Linked DNA regions of Mus musculus: all the other regions are linked to region 2. A link is a contact called in public Hi-C data. All regions are on one chromosome and are shown on one strand. The core of a region is the stretch at or near the end of the contact, and the rest is flanking DNA. Distances in the headings are between cores, read along the strand shown. Region 1 overlaps Gm29927 (a long non-coding RNA gene). Region 2 overlaps Pik3r1 (phosphoinositide-3-kinase regulatory subunit 1). Region 3 overlaps Gm36703 (a long non-coding RNA gene).

Region 1 (2,700 bases), core at 84-2,583, 840 kb before region 2:
AGGAACAACAATTTGAACTAATCAGTACCCCCAGAGCTCCCTGGGACTAAACCACCAACCAAAGAGTACACATGGTAGGACTCATGGCTCCAGCTGCATATGTAGCAGAGGATGGCCTACTCGGTCATCAATGCTAGGAGAGCCTCTTGGTTCTGTGAAGGCTCTATGCCCCAGTATAGGGGAATGCCAGGGCCAGGAAGTGGGAATGGGTGGGTTGGTGAGCAGGGGGAGGGAAGAGGGGATAAGGGGGGATTTTGGAGGGAGACCAGGAAGGGGGACAACATTTGAAATGTAAATAAAGAAAATATCTAATAAAAAAGATTGAAAAGGACAATACAAGTAGATTTGGCCAATGGATTTTGAGCAAAATGACATGTGTCACTCTTAAAAGTTGTATTATTTTATGTCAGCGAGAGACCCTGCAGAGCTGTCCCTTCTCTCTTGAGAATATGTAAAATGGGGATTTGACTCTTATAAACAGAGCCATTCTATCAACAGATGATAAGAAATAAGAATTGCTTGGTTACTATGGTTTTAGAGTTGTTATTACAGTGAAATTTAGCCAATTTGGGCAATTTATCTTAATGTGTCTGCTTCCTTCTCCTTATATTGTTTGAGGTAAAATACAGACTTGAGAGCATTTAAGAGCTGAGTTCTTGGCTTTTTTTTTTTTTTTTTAGAATATTCCTGGGAATTCCTTGTCCAGTTCATGGTCTCATGGGCATCATTAGTATAGCCCCAAACCTACATGCATGTTAAGACAAAATATGTTCAACCTCTTGAGCCTATGTCAGCAGGTGTGCCAACATTGCTTGTAAGCCTCCAACGAGTCCAAATATGTGACTCAGAAGCAAGGGTTAACTCGCTCACAAGAAAAGGCTTTCTGCATGCTTTGTTTCCATCTTCTTCTAGAACATGGCCTCAATGGCTGACCTACTGACTCCCCCTTCCCTGGCAAGCCGTGCACTAGCGGACTGCCCACCAACCAGGCAATTGAGTTGTTGCGGCCTGGCCATCCTGTCAGGGTGCTCTGGGCTTTGGAGCAGAGCACTGTGATCAGCAGACTTTTAGCACAAGGCTTCGTTTATTCAGAGCCCACTGTTGGCAGTGCAGTGAACTGCTCTTTTGTGAGACTTAGGGGGTCACAATTGGTTTTCTGTTCCCTGATGGACATAATAAAGAGGCAGGGTGGCCTCTTTCCCCTTGTCCAGGACAAGGAGTTGGGAGCTCTGCCTTCTGCCTTCAGCTCCCCCACTAAGGGACTTTCCCCAGCCACCTTGCCAAGCCTCTGTGACTCAGCCACTTTCTTTGGGAATTGAGGATGATCTGATTTATTCAAGAGCTGTGAGGCATGCTTGAAAAGGCCGTTGAAAACTGCAGCTTGTGTAGAATGGCTGGCCATCTTCTATGGTTTGGAAACTGGCACAGAGGTTGGGGAATTTCCCTTTCTTGTGTGGAGGTCTGTGGTTTTCTGTGCAGAAAAGTAGGGCTGGCCTGGTGTAACATTCCCCTGATCCCTCCTACTTCCTCTTGGGACCTGTGCCCTGTGATCAGAGCCTGTGCCCTTTGTCAGAAGGCTGTCAGAAGCCATATGCCCCACCATGCTAAGCTGCTGCTTCTCCTAGCTTTCAGAAAAAGTCACTTCTAATTTTAAGAATTAGAGCAATGTTTTAGACAGAAGGAAACGCAGTATGTGAAACGTTACACAGAGAAACAGTTACCCTTGAACACAACAGAGGACATAGAAGCACAAACAAGCCAGTTCCCACACAGAACTTTAAAGGATCAGCTCTAATGGGCTAGAGGGACACACAGCCACTAACTGCTTGGTTGTTGTCTTTCTAGCAGGGATCTGCCACAGTAGAACTAAAGCTACATAGTTGCTCTAAGGAATAGAGTTGATAACTAAAGAAAGGAAGGAAAACAGAAAGAACCTCTTAATAGTCTGTAATAGTGAGACAATCACCCAACTAATGACCTGTAATATTCAAGTAAATTCTGGCTTCTCATTAACCGGGGGTTGCATCTGCTGTGCAGTCTCAGTTAAAGAGAAAACAAAGTCTTTAGCTGAATAAGCAGGAAGTTATTACCTTCCATAGGTACCCTGGAGTCCAACGATAAATAAAATTACTACTATATAAAATTATTGGAATGTTACATTAAGTAAATGGAAAGTAATGTTGCATATGATATATTTACTGAAGATATTTTGTACATAGCAAAAAAAACTTTATAAAAGCTATTTAGATATTTTAAAATGTGCCCAGAGTGAGGCACAGTGAAATTCATGATAATATTTGAAACCCATAGGGTTTTATAATATAATTTACAATTAGAAAGGAAACAAGACAAGTCATAATAAGGTCCCAGTGTGTGTCTATGGGTAGAGGCATAGCACTCTGCTTTCTTTTCTTCCCATCAGCAGGCACAGCGACCTGTATGTAGCAAGTGTTGAACTTTCATCAGTGGTGGTTTAGTTGAGTTATATCCAATCCATCAGGAACAGGCTTTCTGCCAATGAATCTATGTAGATGTAATGACTAGGAAATATACAATCATTTCTGTCCTTGGCTTTACACCCCATGGCCTGATCCAGCTTCTTTTCATATATATATCTACAGGTTTCTTAATGGAATGCAATGTAGGAATTAAGAATAACATATCTGGAAAGAGGGGACTGGATGGTTTTGGTGAGAGATT
Region 2 (2,700 bases), core at 42-2,541:
TCACAAGTTTAAGACCTGCCTGGGCTACACTAAGCGAGTTTGAGACCCAGTTTGAAAATAAATAGATAAGGAAGTAAAGGGATGGTAACTGACATCAGTTTAGTGGTTATCTTAGGGTTTCTGTTGCTATGCTAAAACCCTATGACCAATAGCAACTTGGTGATGAAAGAATTTATTCCAGGGACCAGGGATTTATTAGGGCAAGAACTCAAGGCCGGAACCTGGAGGCAGGAGCTGATGTGTAGGCAGTAGAGGGGTGCTGCTTACTGGCTTGCTTTTCATGGCCTTCTCAACCTGCTTTCTTATAGCACCCAGGACCACCAGCCCAAGGGAGGAACCACCCACAGTGAGCTAGGTCCTCTCTTAGCAATCACCAAACAAAAAAGATGTACCACAGGCTTGCCCACAGGCTAATCTGGTGGGGACATTTTCTTAACTGAGGTCCCTTCTTTCAAAACTGGCTAATTGCAATAAAACTAGCCAGCATGGTGGTGGAGTGCTTGCCTGATATGCAGGAAGCTCTGGGCTTAATCCTAGTACCACAGAAAACAAGAAAAAAAAATGGAGGCTCTGGGTACGTATAAGCCATTCTTGGGTCAAGTTGCCTGTGGGTGGGGGCAGCTTTGAGTTCCTGTGGATGAATCAGCCACTGACGCCTGACACTGGACCCAGCCGCAGAGGGTAGGAAACAGCGTTGCGCACCATTACAGCTTCTGTTCTTTCTTTCAGAAATTTCCAGACTCTTCATTCTTTCTCATTTTTAGATTTTGCGTGGTTTAAAAGTCTTTCTAGATGAACGGAGAAACGCACACAGTTGACTATGTCCTGAAATGGGGGGAAAAGAGAAACTTGGAGTTCCAGGTTAGGAGTCTCAGGAGCTGTGACCCTGGTTTGGGGTTTATGGGGTCTTGGCTGTGATTGAGAGTGACCCACCTGCATGTGTTCTGCTGGTGTCTGGTGGTCCAGGGTGGGTAGCAGAGCCTCAGTTTTATCAGCAGCAGAGATGGAAGATTTCAACACTTAGTATATTAAGGTGTCTGCCAAGAATTAGAGCAGTTGGCTTCCTGTGTCTCCTCTGAAGGAGTAGTGCTGGTCAGAAGCCCTGCAAGATGAGAACGTTTGCCCCTGGGACCCTTCTCTGCTGTTAAGTCAAGGGTTGTCTTCTAGACCCTCTGGGTCACACCTCTCCTAACATGAGGATCAGCCGAATTACAGGCTCAATTTCAGGCAGAGCTGAGCTTGCATCTGATGACAGCAAAGACCTCCATGTGTCTTTCATTATCCTGTTGCCCTGGGAGATGCTGTTTAAGTTGGCAAATGTCCTTACTGAAAGCAAAGCTTGTCACTGGTGAGATTACTAATCCCCCTTCCCCTAGCCCCCCCCCCCACACTCCCACCCCAAAGGATCAAATGCCAAGGAAAGGAGGGAACTGTATAGCTTTGAAAAGTGTGGCGAAGCCATCAAGTTCACCAGGAATAGTAGGGGTAAGATGTGGTTTCAGTTTGTTTACTAGGTTCAAGATGACAATATCTCAATAACAAACTTCAGAGGGGTGTGTATACATGTGTGTGTGTGTGGGGGGGGGTGTGGTGTTGTGTGGTGTGTGTGTGCGTGTGTGTATGTGTGTGCTTTCCTGCTGGCATTCAGGTGTGTGTGTGTATGTGTGTGTGTGGTGTGCTGTGGTGTGTGTGTGCGTGTGTGTATGTGTGTGTGCTTTCCTGCTTGCATTCAGGTGTGTGTGTGTGATGTGTGTGCCTGTGTGTATGTGTGTGCTTTCCTGCTTGTATTCAGATGTGTGTGTATGTGTGTGTGCTGCCTGCTTGCATACAGATTTTTGCATGTGTGTGGCATGTGCTGCCTGAATTTCAAACTCCTAGAAATCATTTAGAAGCTCTAGCTTGTTTTGGTCTTCAGTTCCAGACTTATTGATAGTAAATTTCAAGAAACTTAACAAAAAAATCAGACTGAGCTTTGTGATTTCTAGGTCAGAGGTACCCAGTCTTTCTTTGCAGAGAAGAACCATTTTATTTTACTTTATTTTTTATTTTATTTTTACTTTTTAACCTTCCTCTGTGGCCTTGGGGCCAGGCCGGTTGGAGAAAAGACTAACTCCTTCGTTCACAGAGCAGCTTCAGTAGATACAACCTCACTGCCATCCAGTGGCGGTTGGCTCCACAACACAGGAGCTGACGACTAGACCCACTCTTTCTCCCAAGCCTTTTTTTTTTTTGTTTGCCTCTGCTGCTCAGTTTTCTATTTTTTTCCTCCTCCCAATATGGTACCTGCACTATTTCCTGCCTCCCCAGTGGTAGGAATCGAACCCAGAACCTGCCCGTGCTTGATGATCCCCGCCACCTAGAACTTCTCAGCCCCTGCAAGCAGTATTTGATAAGAAAATTTGACTCGGGCTTAAGGAACTGAGAGCAATTGAATCTATTTACCTTGCCCCATATTCCTAACAGTAGTTCTTGCTATCTGGCTCCCTACCCTACTCCCCCAACTAGGCATAAAGTCTGTATTTTCTCCTTGACTGTTTCTGTTGCTTTGGCCGAAGGATTAATGCTCAGCGGGTGCATCTGCTCGCCACACTTACTTTAAAGCTAGCTCCCCATCTCCCTTTGAATTTGTACTTTGAGCTGTGGTTGACCAATATCCTAGCATGGTTCATGACACTTTGCCTGCATTTCAGTTAAGGGTTA
Region 3 (2,700 bases), core at 131-2,630, 630 kb before region 2:
ATCTATCTATCTATCTGCCTATCTATCTGCCTATCTCTATCTATCTATCTGCCTGCCTGCCTGCCTGCCTGCCTGCCTGCCTGCCTGCCTGCCTGCCTATCTATCTATCTATCTATCTATCTATCTATCTATCTATCTATCTATCTATCTATCTGCCTATCTATCTATCTATCTATCTATCTATCTATCTATCTACACTCATTAGCTGTGTCTACTTGGGTATCAAATAAGCAGTCCTGCTATACATGATGAAAACATTTATATGGTGCTGATGGAAAATCAGATATAAATGTACCCACTTTTGATAGTCTGTTTTTTGTATATTAATTAAAACTAGAAAACTGTACTTAGGAAACTAAATTGTTTAATCAAGGCTTTTAAATGTGTTCTCTCCTCACCTCTCCCTACTCCCTCTTTTTTTTTTTTTTTTTGTATAGTCCTGGGTGTCCTGGATATAGACCAGGATAGTCTTGAACTCAGAGAGCTGCCTGCCTCTACCTCCCAAGTGCTGGAATTAAAGGAAGGTGTCACCATCCCCAGAACCGTCTTACAGTGTTTTCTCTTTCATGTATATATATAGACACATTGTGGTGTGTGTGTGTGTGTGTGTGTGTGTGTGTGTGTGTGTGTGTGTGAACAATAGTGTGGCAGTTCTAGAAAGCAGCTAATAAAGAAGGCTCTGGGCATGTTGAATACAGTGGTTTAAATATGAATGTCCTCCATAGGCTTTTGTATTGAAGCACTTGATTCCCATTTGACGACATGATGAGGGATGTGGTATTTATGGCCTTGCTGGAGGATGGAAATCGTTTTAGGAGGTCTCCGAGAGTTCACAGCCTCAATGCACTTCCAGTTTGCTCTCTGTACCATGCTTGCAGTTGAAGATGTAATCTCTCAGCTTCCTTTTCTGGGCCCATGTTGCCAAGCCTCTCTCAGACATCATGGACTCTCTCTGGAACCCAAGACTCTTCTTTCTGTAAATTGTTTCTGATCATGGTATCTTATCACTGCAATAGAAAAAAATAACACACTAGACAACCTCCCTATAAGTTTGATGAACATAAGAATGAACTTATTTTGCTTTTCCTGAGATACAAAATTGACTTTTCATTGATACAGACAACTTTTATGGCTAGGCAGAAATAAAGGAACAATTGAATCACTAATAGAAAGGCATGTGCAATCATGACCACTTTGTGATAGTCTTTTGCCTATTAATTTCAGCTAGAAAACTATACTTATGAAACTAAGCACTTAGCCAAGGTCTTTAAGCATTTTTCCCTCATGGAGATGTAAAGATACAATATCAGTATATGTATGTGTATGAACAATGTGTGCTAATGTTAGAAAACTGCTAGAAGACCCATCTTCCAAGCTGCTTTTGTGGCAGGCTGCCCAGACATTCCTTATTAGGGTGATAAGTCTTTTTGGCTTGGAGATATGTCAGACCATTAGTTTTCAAAGAAGTGACACATTGTGAGTAATAAAAACTCTTCTGGAAAGGGATTCACGTGGATCTGATAGAAATCAAATCTATTAGTGCTCTTCAAAGATGAATTTTCTGGTTTTAGGCCACTTTTCTTTCACAATTTCTCTCTCATTTCCTGCCTTCTGATGATTTCTTTATGGTTAACAGCTTTGCAAGAATAAAGACACAGGGAGAGCAGTGGAAAAAAATCAAACTGCAATGTCAGCTTTGTAATGTCTTAAAAATGGTAGAGAAGTACCACTTGACACTACGTGTTGGGCATTGTATAAAACACTGCCCCGGGCACTGCTCAATACCCTTAGTAGTTGGCATACCAAACTTACACCAAACCTACAGGCCTCATTTGGGAGAATTAATATTAGGCAGAGCAGGGGGAGTTTTCACATTCATATAATTTTAGCTAGCTTCCTATAGTTAAAATTATATATATATATGACAGAAGACAGAAATGATGGACCAAATTGAGAACTTGAATTTTTCATTGTGCTTGATTTCTACCCCATAACGCCATTGGTAATTCTACCATTGGTAGGCTATAAAGAACACTCAGGCCAAAGGAAATCATACCATGTTACATAAAATTTATGCTGTTGTTGTATTCCACTGAACCATCAAGAAGTTAATAAACACAAAGAAACAAATGTCACCCGTTCATCTATTCATGTTTTAGAAGCATTGTTAGCCTAAATTAGTAAAAGAGTGAAGTAATAGTCAAGCATTTAGGCTTGCGGATAAATGTTATGCCCGATGATTAGAGATTCATTGTTTATGGACATTTAACAATAAGAGGAAAAGCTATGGAGTGTTTAAACACCTGATCCTCCCTGGTGACATCAGGGAAGGCTTCATGAAGAAGTGGTCCTTGTACTGAGTTTTGAAAGATGCTGAATTTATGAAATTCCTAGGCAAATGGTTGGACCTGGAGGGCATTATCCTGAGTGAGGTAACCCAATCACAAAAGAACTCAAATGATATGTACTCACTGATAAGTGGATATTAGCCCAGAAACTTAGAATACCCAAGATATAATTTACAATTTGCAAAACACATGAAACTCAATAAGAACGAAGACCAAAGTGTGGACACTTTGCCCCTTCTTAGAATTGGGAACAAAACACCCATGGAAGGAGATACAGAGACAAAGTTTGGAGCTGAAACAAAAGGATGGACCATCTAGAGACTGCCATATCCAGGGATCCATCCCATAATCA

What was found. A called contact is a pair of places that touch in the nucleus more often than the background predicts.
Region 1: a Hi-C map of embryonic fibroblasts shows a contact between it and region 2, with 2.5 times the contacts expected there. The contact joins two enhancer-like sites. A contact is called at or near these places in 2 of 15 datasets of contacts at CTCF or cohesin (the NIH/3T3 cell line and large pre-B cells), 17 of 484 Hi-C or Micro-C datasets (the C2C12 cell line, the MC3T3-E1 cell line, Sertoli cells and 11 more) and 9 of 115 datasets of contacts at active chromatin or transcription factors (the NIH/3T3 cell line, acute myeloid leukemia, astrocytes and 5 more).
Region 3: a contact with region 2 is called in a Hi-C map of the C2C12 cell line, with 2.5 times the contacts expected there. The contact joins two enhancer-like sites. A contact is called at or near these places in 1 of 484 Hi-C or Micro-C datasets (the C2C12 cell line) and 3 of 115 datasets of contacts at active chromatin or transcription factors (acute myeloid leukemia, bone marrow-derived macrophages and large pre-B cells).

What each region holds. Positions count from the first base shown.
Region 1 is chr13:102,572,159-102,574,858 of GRCm38.p6, reverse strand. All of the region lies in intron 1 of Gm29927 (a long non-coding RNA gene), which reads left to right. Among named protein-coding and RNA genes, the nearest start is that of Gm29927, 19 kb to the left of the region's middle. Within about 2 kb of position 1,333, at least 145 of the 459 cell types and tissues checked have an H3K27ac peak or open chromatin away from gene starts, as enhancers often do. A contact at or near this core is called in the C2C12 cell line, the NIH/3T3 cell line, bone marrow-derived macrophages and 5 more, where this site is marked.
Region 2 is chr13:101,728,477-101,731,176 of GRCm38.p6, reverse strand. The region is part of intron 2 of Pik3r1 (phosphoinositide-3-kinase regulatory subunit 1); the gene reads left to right. Among named protein-coding and RNA genes, the nearest start is that of Pik3r1, 38 kb to the left of the region's middle. Within about 2 kb of position 1,291, at least 59 of the 459 cell types and tissues checked have an H3K27ac peak or open chromatin away from gene starts, as enhancers often do. A contact at or near this core is called in the C2C12 cell line, the NIH/3T3 cell line, bone marrow-derived macrophages and 5 more, where this site is marked.
Region 3 is chr13:102,354,476-102,357,175 of GRCm38.p6, reverse strand. It overlaps Gm36703 (a long non-coding RNA gene), which reads right to left. Exons shown (of 4, transcript XR_382833.4): 4 at 492-1,007. Among named protein-coding and RNA genes, the nearest start is that of Gm46397, 4.0 kb to the right of the region's middle. Within about 2 kb of position 1,380, at least 8 of the 459 cell types and tissues checked have an H3K27ac peak or open chromatin away from gene starts, as enhancers often do. A contact at or near this core is called in the C2C12 cell line, where this site is marked.